Regions from separate parts of the Anas platyrhynchos genome. Here region 1 is linked to region 2. Evidence: chromatin contacts called from public Hi-C data. All regions are on one chromosome and are shown on one strand. Each heading gives the region's core, a stretch centred on a gene start, on an enhancer-like site or on the middle of the called end of the contact. The rest is flanking DNA. Distances are from core to core; before and after follow the strand shown.

Region 1 (5,687 bases), core at 351-2,850, 110 kb after region 2:
CTGATGCAAGCATATGTTTTCTTGGCTAAAGAACTGTTAAATGGGAAGCTTGAAGCAATGACAAACTATTTTCCATAACAGATGCACAAGATAGCCCTAAAAATAGAGGAAAAAAATATACAAGGCTGCATTGACAAGAGTGATAAAGAAACCCAAACATACTGGCTTATTTATGGACTTGCTATAATTTAAAAGATTGAGATGATGTTTGAAATACAGAAGAGCTGAAAACACAAAACTTCCATGTCACCAAGAGTATCATGGCTGAGAGAAGGAATGGCTGGAATAGACAGAACCTACCTAAGCCACAGAGTTTCACGTATTGGTACAGGATTATGCACATTGGATTCTGTAGGTTTCTTAAATGGTGCATTCTTTTTTTGATCCACATGTGGGATTACATGGCTATTTCTCTTTTGAGAGAAATACACATAAAATCTGGCATGTCAATCTTTAAAGACTGGAAAGGCTTTAAGTGTAGCTTGTTCTTTAACTGCACAACTTTCTTAGTGGAACTCTTATTGGATGGAAAGATTCATCAGGAATAACCCTACAAGATCTCAGGAGGTCCCCAAAGCTAACAACTACAGTAGAGGACCTGCTTCTTTAACCCACGGCTGTAAACTGACAAAAAGGGAGTGGTGGACTTCCCTCAAGAGGAAAAAATAAGGCAAGCATCCACCCTACTGTAAACAGAGCAAGGAGAGGAAGATAAAAAAACAGCTTGCTAAAATACTTGGCCCAAGAAGGTCACCTGACAAATAAAAGAATCTAAGCTTCACTGATGAGGAAATAAAGATAGGCTATGAACATAAAATAGGTCAAAATAGCAAACACCTAAGCATTATTAGAAATACCTGGTTCTGTCCAATTCTGAAGGTATGTTTGAATAGTTTATTCTGAACCTGCTCAAACTGGCATCTCCTCTGACACCTAGGGGCTTTGCATGACATTCCTTAGTAGAAACACAACCCTTGTTATCTTTTCAAGCAATTGTTATTTTTTGGATTAACGGGTGGAAAAGCATTTCTGACTAGCAGTAAAGTTTTGCATGCAACATTGTTCATTCTGTATTTGCTCAGCGTGTAGGGAAAAGCGGAATTGAAACTAATACTGCAAAAAGGAATATCCCTCCCTTCACTCATGTACAGATATGCTTGTAATACTCAATGGTATTCTCAAGTAACCTTAGGAACATAAAATATAAAACAGGAATTGAAAACAGCTAAACAGGAGACTGTTTTGGGAAACTTCATCTGAGAACATGAAAAAATTACAGTTCTGTGTATTAAAAACCAAACATTACTACCAAAAAAATCACAATGGCTCTAAACACATTTGCTTCACAAGGAAAATCCTAGAGTTCATCTTTCTATTGAGCACATCTTGTGACTTTAATAGGCAATAATCTTAAACAGGACAACAACCACACAAAGGAAATTGCTTTTTTTCATTGCTTTCTCTCCAACACTCCATCCACTGCAAACATTGCAAGCTCACCCCAAACTAAAATCAGGTTAAGAACTACAGCATTCAGAAGCAGCGGAAGCTCACACAACTATTCCATAGCTGCAAATGTCTGTCTTAGTCACAAGAACGTTCTCACATGAGTAACTGTGACTCAGCACTAACATAAATGCCAGAGAAAACAAGAAATGCATTTCAAGATGAATCTGAGTTACATAAAAAAGAAAAACCTGACCAACACAAAGGCTGTAGATGAAAGCAAATTCCTGGAGGTAGAAGCTACTCCAAACCCACAGTTTATACCCAGGAGACAGTGCCCCACTACAGAAGTTGAAAGTGCTTGAAAAGAATTCGAATTCCTCATGTGTAAAAGTGCTAGAAAGACTTCATTTGGATAATGAAAAGCATTAACAATTCCAGCCTTGTCTATGACAAGTTTGTTAGTGCAAGGCATCAGTGCAATTACATCTCAAGGGAATGCCAGCTGAGTAGAGATGGGAATTGCAAGCAGGCAGAGTTTTATCACCACAGGAGATTTCAGAGAAAGGAAATCTTTCATCCAAAAGCACTTCTGACACCTCTGTAGAACCTAGTAATTCGACACAAGAATCTCGAAAGTCATTCAACAAGAGACAAGCCTGGTTATGCCTTAAAGGTCCTCACATTAAAAGAAAAAACAATACAAAAGGAAAGTAGAGGAGCACACAAAGTCATTATCAAACTCCCGCTGTATAAAAGCCTTATGATACAATCTAGTTACATGAACAAGTACACAGAAACCAAATGGTTGTCTACAGCAGATGCACAGCACCTCGGAGCACTGACTAATGTTCAGAAAACCAAACCATTTAGGCAAGTTTACACAGTAAACAGTAATTAATCCATAGCACAGTTCAGTACAGGATTTGGTAAAACCTGACATCATAGATTAGCAACTAAAACATTAATTACAAATGTTAGTGCTCTTAGGGCTGTTCTACTGGTTGGAAATAAGGACTGCCTATAACATAGTATTGTTGAGCAGGCTCAAGAAAAGCCTTTATCATTTCTATTGTACCCCATTTTAATTATACCTGATAAGAGGCTACAAACACAGTATTTACACATTATTACTACACTATATTTTCTGAAAAGTACGGTTACGCATTTCAGAATGTCATTATGCATATGCAGAAAGAGTCACAACCAAGACTTTATTCATACTTTCTGATACAAATCTTAATTGTACACTCTTTGTAAAAATTTGAGTGTGGCCATTCTAATACACTGCAGAAAAAAAAATATCCTGCCATTATACTTGAACAATATCAGATTAAGTTTAAGTGATAACAGCCTACATTATTTTAATTCTACTTCCTACCAGAATTTGTACTTTATCTACAAGAGAACAATACTGCTGTCTTAAAGATGCTGAGCCACAAGTAACAAATTGCTAGGAAAACAATACATTTGCCCAGTTTCCTATTCTTTTCCTCCAGCATGAAGTATTATCCTGCGTTGGAAAGAAGAAAAACTATATGCAGTTCTCCGCACTCAGTGCAGCTTTTTCTAGTAAGAAAAAAGAAACCCAGGGATCACACACAGAATGACCATTTTACCTTGTAACTGTTCAGAAGAATGAATTTGAAAATTGTGTTCCAAGGACCTCACTTACTGAAAATTCCAAAGGAAGAAGTTACAGGTGGAGAACATGTAAAGGAATTTCTCCAAGGATGAGAATTCTTCCAGTTACTTCTCTTTCAATCTACTTTTCTTTATTGGCCAAACTTTTAACAGCTGTGCTCATCGGATCAGCTGCTGTTCGACTATAAAGCAGCATAGACCATTTTAAAACCCCAAACAACCAAATTGCTGAGGAAACTTTTAAGAAAGGGACCGTGACATTTAAGTGTCTAGATACGACGTGGAGGTACATGTGTGTTCATACTATAACACCTTGGGCAACGTAAGCTTATAAAGACTCCAGACATGTAAAGTGAATGAAAGAGGACAAGCTTTAGGTTGGGCTTTCAGCAGGTATGGCTCTAAACACCACTTGCTAAAGTGGCTAAATGCTCATTAGAGGTGCCTCATGCAAGTAAGTACTGAACTGCCTTTTGTACAGTATCAGCAGGAGGTGATAAATTCTCAAGATTAAAATATGCCATTTGTTGAACACCCGTTTTTCCTTTGCTACCACATCCAGGAGGTTTATTTAATTTATTTAAAGCACACAATGTTGGTCACATTGTTTCTAATGAAGTAGGTGGGAATTTTTGACCAACTTCAGTGGGAACAGAGATGAGCTGGTGCTTCTGAAAAATACAGATGTAAAAATATCCCCTTCTCCCCAGCCCCAAAACAAAGCCCAACTTTTAATTTAGGCATGTGTTTTGAAATAGGAAGACTTATTTTGTGCATCTATAAGATCATAAACCAGAATAAAATTTAATATTTATTAGAATTTCTTCCAGTAACAGCATTCGACATCTTAACAAACCAGGCTGTGAAATCTTAAAAAAATCTAGGATTACAAAAAAAGTTAAAATAAGTTGTTCCTTATATTTAATGTCAACAAAGGGGAAGATTTTCTATTTAAAAACAAATCTGTCATATAAACAGTATTATTTTAAGAAAACGTGATTAACATGATATGTTATTTTCAGAATGGATACACAGTGTATGAATACCAATCTGAATGGAATAGGGGGCAGAATACACTACCACCTCAGATATCTCAAAACAGGCTCTTTGAAGAAAGGGGAGGGAGGAGGATCTTTCTAGTGAAATAACTTAGATACCACGCAATGGACAAAAAACGCAGGAGTACAGAAGACATTACATGACACCCTCATTACAACACCCCCTCAAGTCTGGTTATACAGTAAATGAAGTTAGTAAAGTGCATCTTTTAAAGACTTGTCTAGTGAAATAGCTTTTCCAAATATAAAACACAACACAAGACGTGCAGTAACAGTTAATTCATAGTGTAAGTTTTTAAAAACTATCTTTAACTTTTCATTCACCAAAGAGGAAAAGTTTTAACTGCAGTAGTGTTCACATTATTCTTCAATAGGATGCATCCTCATGTGCTTTTGTTACTTGGCAAATCTTTAGATATCGAGCATGGCAAAATTATGCAGTTTAAGCAAGTGCTTCTCTCAATGTAATAATTCTTCAATGGCAGAACGGCCACATGCAGCACAACCATGTTAGATTTTGGGAAGCTTTGGTGCACTAACGACGGGATTGGTCTCTTGCAAATACCTTCTCCCTGCACTCTTATAGTCGTAGGTGCAGGTGTGAGCCTCTGCATAGCGGTGAGTTGCACAGAAGTTGTTTCCACATCTGAAGAATCAAGAATATTAGAAGTTACAAGCTTTTAGAAGCTTTTAACTCTCTGACATTCTGGGAACCCTTTGCCTTAACCATGTCTTGTTTCTTTGTCATAACTGCTTAGATTCCAATCATCCTTGACTGCTAACATTAACTGGTAATCAAAATGACATTGTCGTCACTGAATGCTGCAGTTTTAACCCAACAATCTCTTCAGCTTGTAAATTAAGCCATAGCAGTATACCAGGAATCAACTAGCAAGGATCACAAACACATAAATTAAGAATGATGGGCTCTCATTTATTTTCCTTCTTTTCTTTTTAAGGACCTCACACAACATCAGTAGGTAGACTTAGGAGGACAAAAACGTGGAACTAACATAATTGCATTAGGTGAAAGCCGCAATGCATTTCAATTAAAAAACACCACATCACTGAGACCACCAAAATAGATGTTTAGTTCACCATGATTTCTGCCTGGCATAAGCTCAGATTAGTAATTACCAATTTAGTCAGCTGTAAAGATGACAGATGGACTAACTATAGGGAACATAGCTTTCTATATGATCGGCTAAGCATGCATCATTCCAGAATCAGTTGCAAATTGAATGACTTAATATGATAATTTTGCTTTGACAGCTCACCAGCGAAGACTCTTAACAGGAAAAATGATACTATATATGCTGTACCTAATCCGAGCTTGGAAATCAATATTAGTGTCCTGTCGCCTGACGTACTTGACTATATTACTTCTTGACAGTAAAGCAATGACATCATCCAAAATCAGAATGCTCTTTAAACAGACTGAACATTACTTATCCACCTTAACATAACACACTATTAGACTGTACTTCTCTATCTGTCTGCGTTCACAATAAACTTCGCATCTGTTCCTGAGGCTTGTGT
Region 2 (6,317 bases), core at 2,709-5,208:
CTCAAACTTGGTCGCTTCCTGCTCATGCACCTCTTTACACAATTACAACACAAAATTAATTCTCCTTTCAATTTCAACACAATCCTGTTGCATTTGGCAGTCCAGAGCTCGAAGTAACCACCTTTCAGAGACACAGACCCAATGAAACCACAAAGCTACGCAAATAGCTTGTGTTCATTACTGCAAAAGGAATTTTAAACACATCAAGACTAATGCAATAACCTATAGAGCAATAGTAAACTACATCTGGATCAGAATTGCTTTGTATTTTGCTATTTGGGATTTTTTTTTCCTCCAACTTTTCACTAATTTCCAGTTCCAGAGTTAGTCATGTACAGAAGAAACACAGTCTGAACAAAGACAGTGTCTGGACAGGGGAAACATACTGCACTATTTTTAGTTCAAGTCCTCACGAAAACCACTTTCTGTCAAGTGTTTAGTATGGCACAGAAAGTCTGAAACCGTTTCCCCAAATCCTTGTTGCTCAAGGCCTGACAACTCTTTTTAAAATTGCTCTTCTCTAAATGTTTAGCTAACCTCCATTAAAAAAGAATCCTCATATATTTATGTCTATAGTTCCTGTAATTTCACACTTACATAAATACATCTAGGATTAAAATTAAACAGCAATGTGAACTAGACTCAATCTGTTGATAGAAATGTCAATTTGATAGCCAAGCCTTTGGAATGGGAACAAACCCGTTCCTCTGGTAAAAATCTCTTTGAGAATATTACAAGAGCCCTAAAATAGTTGTCTAAGTCATTGTCAGTGTAATGCAAAAAGGACATTCAATTAGCCTAAATGTTCCCAAGGGTTTTTAGCCATTTTATGACCATCATGGTTCCATGTCAATGGTAATTCTGGAAGCAAGGATTCCCTCTTCACTCAGCTTTCTCTACCTGTAAGCCAGGGAGACTAAGGAATAACTGAGATTAAACTAATGCAATTTTGCTAATGCAGTAACAGTACATCAGGTGATAGAGATGGTGCAAGGTCCTGAAAAATGCTGAAGGTTAGTTGTTCAAGGCTCTTATTGTATCCATTGCATGAGGTCTCTTGGTACACACATGGTGCCCTTGATGTCTGCACAGTGAGCCAGAGGTGACAGGAGCTTTTATACAGCCGGCTTCAGAGTGAAAGAACAGAATTCGTGACAGCTGCTGGACTCTCCAAACTCCTGTAGCATCCTGTCCAGCTATTTACTCTCTGTAAAACCTCATCTCTTTCTGATTAAGGGGAGCCTCCTGCTGACCAGCCTAATACTGCAGCAGGGATGACAGAGCAGCACCCCTTCTGTAAGCACGAAGCTCAAAGCAGACAGAGCTGTACTTCCCTTCTGGAAATAGTTGTGAGTGAGTTTCAGCAAAAAGCAGATGAAGGGGTAACAGGAAGAAAACAGAACTGAGGGACACGATGACACTCATGCTGAAATTGCTCTGCACCAACAGGAACTTACTCAAAAAACAGTGAGTGAAGAAGCGCAGCTATGGCTTTCTAAATTGCCCACGTCCAGCACTTGGAATAAGTCAGACTAAAACTAAAACTGAGCTGCCTTTGTGCAAGCCCCCTCAGTTTTCTCCTCACCCCTCTCCCTCTACCAACGTTTGGCACACAAATCTTCCATTCAGGAGTGGTTGGAGCCCCTCATCCACTGTATCTAGTAAAAGTCACAATTTGCATTAATTTAAATGAAGCCATTACCAGAACTACTGAGACTGGCCCAACATTTAGCAATGAAACCGTAAAGTGGACAAAGCCTTACAAGATAGTACTGTAGAACTGTTGTTATCCACAGGAAAAATGCCTCCCCCCTTCTTTTTTGTGCGATCACATTTAAATTGCTTGACAGAAAAAGAAAGTTATAGGGATATTAGTGACACACCAAGACAGAACTGGTTTCAATTGCTGCATTTTACAAACCAACCAACCCGAAACTCTTTTTACCTTCTGTGTGTTTTTCTTTTTTTTTTTTTTTGGGGGGGGGGAGGGGGAGGGAGGATGGGTTTTCTGTTGTTGTTGTTGTGTATTTGTATTTTTTCTTTTCTTCTTTCTTTGCACAATATATTAGTAAGACTTACAGTGTTTTGGGCATACCATTACCTGAACAGGTGCCTGGAGAAATCCACAGCGCTGTCCAAGAAAATGCCTGCAGCAACTAAACTTAGCACATCATACTGCAAACATCCCATAAACCAGGAATACTACAGACCACATTAAGAAAAGACTGCATAGTTCTCATATCAGACAAACAAATAACAATGAACGGAAATAATTAATTTGGGTACTAGGAAAAGTAAAGGTTTTTGTCAAGGACCTTTGCAGTTGGAAACAAGTTCAGAAAAACAAAAGATGGACCCTGTCACAGAAAACTTACTTAGCTAACAAAATATTTTGTCTAAAATGCTAGCTAAACACTTTTACACAGACAAATCCTTTCAAATCTACCTAAAAGCTACAATCCTGAGGTGAACATAAAGGCTTTTTCTAGGTGCACAGATCTGCTCTAGAGCTACCAAGCTCCACCAGCCTCTGCTCCTCGCCCCCTCGCCCTGCAGAGCCCAATGCTCACACATCTGTCCCTGCTGGACCTGTTCCCACAGCAGTTCCCGGACAGCTGCTGCACCTACACTTGATGCTCACATCATGGCATTTGCTCCCTGTGACAGGATCCAGTCTCCCTAGATGTTCAAAGTACTGCCAGCCACCTCTCAACGATCCTGAAGCCCTCTTTTGGAGCCTAGGAATAAGAGCAGACTGCCTGGTCGCAGGAATCACTCAGTGCTCATCTCCTTAGCCAGGAAGGGCGCACTCCTGGGCAAGCACCCTAACCCTGAGTCTGCAGGATACTCTGAAGTCTTCTTCAACCTCTCTCGCTAATGCTAAGCTTTGGTTAACATTACTTACTTTGTTAAGTATGTGACTATTCACTGGATAAAGGAAGAAGAATAAGAGGATACCCATCTGGGAGATTAGGATAACAAAATCTCTATGCAAATGAATGTTTAATCATGAAGGAAAATAATTTCAACAGCAGCAGCTGGTAAGCGCCCACACCTCCGAACCTTCTAGACCACTTACCTCAGCACTTTTCACTAAAAACATTCGTGGACCGTATCTACATACACCATCAACCCTTCCTCAAAATGCTGACTTCTGTTAACCATATCTGAGGTGTCTAACGCAGAAGAGGCTGGATAGCTGACTTAGGCTGTGAACCTCATAGGTAGAAATAAGCCTCAATGCAAGGCAGCACCGTGACAGTGAAGTCTCACTTGTACACGCAGCTGTAGGTCTCATTTCCAAAGTGAGTTATGCTAAAACTTTCAAAGCCACTTAAAACGGTGAGGATAAATTAAAGCATATGAGATTGCAGACGGATAGCTGTGATGCCGTGACAAGGTGCCAAGACCCCAGAGAGGACAGGACGCACACGCTGCAGTAGCCAAGGGCAGCAAGAGTGACCCAGCCACCTGCCCAGCCCCAGCCCGGCTCACTTCTTCGCTGTTTTCCAGCTTCCCCTGGAGCTGGGGGGCCATTTCTCCTGGCAGGCATCCCGCTTACCCCCAGAAGCTCCCCCCAGGAGGTACCTCGGAGGCAGCACAACCCTGCCTGCCGCCCCGGAGCACCACCCGCTAGAAGGCAGCGCACGAGCAGCGTTCACAGGGAAGCCCCGGAGCCCCCCGACCACCCAGCCCCGGGCCGCGCACTCACCGCGCCGCGCTCGAAGTCGTTGTAGAAGGGCTTGTCCAGGAGGTGCCTCTCGCTGCAGCCCGCCGTGCCCTCCAGGCTCAGGTACACGTAGTCGTCCGTGCCGGCGAACCACTGGCTGCCCGTGGCCACCGTGACGGTGTAGGACGGCATGGTCCCGCCGAGCCCAGCCGAGCCGAACCGAGCCCAGCCGCCTCCTGCCCGCTCCCCGCTGCTCAGCGCCGCCTCCTCCCCGCAGCCCGGCCCGGCTCTGCCCTGCCCGCCCCCCCGGGCCGCCCCCGGGGGGGGACATGGGGACGTGCTCCTCGCCCTCTGGCCGCTCCGGGTACAGCCGCGCTGCGCCCTCGCTGTGCGCACCCGAGAGCCGCAGGTCCCCGCGGGGCACCCGGCTGTCGGCTCCAGGCACCCCACACGTTGTGCAAGGAATTCCTCTCCTCTTGTCAAAATCCCTCCTGTCCCGGCACAGCTGCCTATCAGCGCTGTATGTACACACACCCCACACCATTTCCACAGTAAAAATCCCATAGTTTCACAGTCCACATCCTGCCTACAAGCACCGAGTCTCTGCTACAATTAAGATGCTAGCATTTGGACAAGTGAAGAGCTGTGTGATGCTGTACGCTTGGCCCTTAGGCACCAAAACCTCCGATGCTATTCTCCTTTATTTTCACCCAAAACCACACGCTGTAACCCAGCCGCCTGATGCCGTGCTGAAAGGAGCCAGGCTGGGCTTCTGCAAATCCCAGTGTCCTGCCTCCGTTGCTCTGCAGTCAGACCAAGCACCTTGCTTCATCGCTGCCAGCCAGGTTTCTGTGCTGCTGTGAATTTCTGTGGCAGGCACCCAGAGCAAGAACAATTAAAATCATCTGAGAAGTGATAAATTAAAATCAGCTTTGCTCATGGTACACTGGCACCCCAGCTGCTGTGCTCACACACATTAACCCACTCCTCACAGCCTGAGGCACTCATTATCAGTCCCCAGCCATCACATACAGATGACAGAAGTGACAGACATCAGCAGCTTGAAGTTAGCACTGGCTCTGCTTGCTTCTGGTCTGGCAAATCTGGCTGCAAAGTGCCTCGTGCCCCCTCCAGCACGAACAGTGAGCTGCAGCAACTTGGGCTGCTGGGCACCACTGCAGATACACTGACTGAGGCTCTGCTTCAGCTTCTAAAATTGGAATTATCCATGTGGGTTGTGGCTTGCTTGCTTGCTTACCCACTGTAGTCAGTGGTGGCCACACAGCACTGTGGACAGCCTGCAATGCCCTGTTCTTCCGTCTGGGAAGTGTGACAGCAGTGGGCTAAGCTCCAAACGAGTTGGAGGTCTCCTACATCTCTTCTGTACAGAGACTCAGCCACTTGCTATACTGTGACACCATCAGATATCAAGGCTCTTCCACACTGAGAGTATGTATTTACATGTAGGCACAAAAAAAAAAAAAATCACTGTGCCTTCTTTGGCTATATGGAATTGCTCAGCATGAGTCTCTAGTCTGCTGCTGCTTTTAAATAGCACCCAGAAGTGCAAGACTGGCAATGGTCACATTGCACACCCAAGGTAGCTGCAGAATCCCAGCCCAGAGCTCTGATCTCTCCTCCTGAGGTTTAAGCAGCAAGTGGCTTCCTGCTACATCACAATCCCTTCCAAGGATACTGTGACCCCATGAAAGTGCACCACAAACTCCTAAATCCTTCCTTACTTTTGATTTTCCCTTTATAGCATATTTCAAAGAAATCACACATCATTTTTGCACAGGTGCCACCAGCACTAAAGCTCTTAAATTTAGGCTGACAGTCAGCTTTCACTCAGAGCTACCTGAAAATCTTTTCACACGTCGGTGCCTCAGAACCCGTTTTTGTCAGACACGAGGCCACCTCCTGGGCACCTTTGGTTTTGCTGCAAATACGGAGCAAAGCGTTGTTCAAACCTTGTTTGTTGGGTTTCCACATTTCTTTGCATTTCAGTTCCCAAGCTGTGTTTGAACCCATCCCATTCCCATGGGTGTTAGGTTTTGTTTTCAGACTGTTCTGGCCTCTTCTGCACAGATATGCCTGGGGAGTCTCCCTACAGTACTGCAACTTCCCTTACCAACACAGTAAAGAAAATACTTGGTGAGTTTGGTCCTGTACCTGAAATCCATAGGAGTGTGTGGTTCTCCCTCCAGCCCCTTCACAACTATCTCTTTTTAGTCTGCTCCTTTAGAACCTTTCAATTTTATCTCAATTTCCACTTGCAGTGATTTATTATGATAGTGTTTACTATTGGTAGAATTGCACATGCTTCATATCAAGATCCTGCCAAACAAAATAGATCGTTTTTCTATGTGCAAAAAGCAAAAACAGCCCTTTTACCAAGTGACTACCTTATTTCACCCCTGAGGAGACTGCACCATATGAGACCCCTGCATGATTCTCTTCTGTGTTTTACCTGGTGGTTGCTTGATGTCAGACAAGGAAACCATACTTGGAAAAGGCAGTTGGATCACCGGGCTGCATCCAAGGTGAGTGTCCTAAAGACGAGGACAAGGGACGAGCGAGCCCACTGCTCAGGCACGCAGACAGAGGCAGCCTGCTTTCCTCTGGCCAGGCCTGGGAAGGAGGCGCT

Evidence for each region. A called contact is a pair of places that touch in the nucleus more often than the background predicts.
Region 1: a Hi-C map of liver shows a contact between it and region 2, with 6 times the contacts expected there. The contact joins the enhancer-like site here to the promoter of ALOX5 in region 2. A contact is called at or near these places in 3 of 8 Hi-C or Micro-C datasets (liver, skeletal muscle and subcutaneous adipose tissue).

What each region holds. Positions count from the first base shown.
Region 1 is chr6:21,598,726-21,604,412 of IASCAAS_PekinDuck_T2T, forward strand. It overlaps ZFAND4 (zinc finger AN1-type containing 4), which reads right to left. Exons shown (of 10, transcript XM_072039553.1): 10 at 3,889-4,794. The coding sequence ends at 4,659. Among named protein-coding and RNA genes, the nearest start is that of MARCHF8, 11 kb to the left of the region's middle. Within about 2 kb of position 1,601, at least 2 of the 8 cell types and tissues checked have an H3K27ac peak or open chromatin away from gene starts, as enhancers often do.
Region 2 is chr6:21,485,245-21,491,561 of IASCAAS_PekinDuck_T2T, forward strand. It overlaps ALOX5 (arachidonate 5-lipoxygenase), which reads right to left and starts at 3,959. Exons shown (of 14, transcript XM_005025227.6): 1 at 3,713-3,959. The coding sequence starts at 3,862.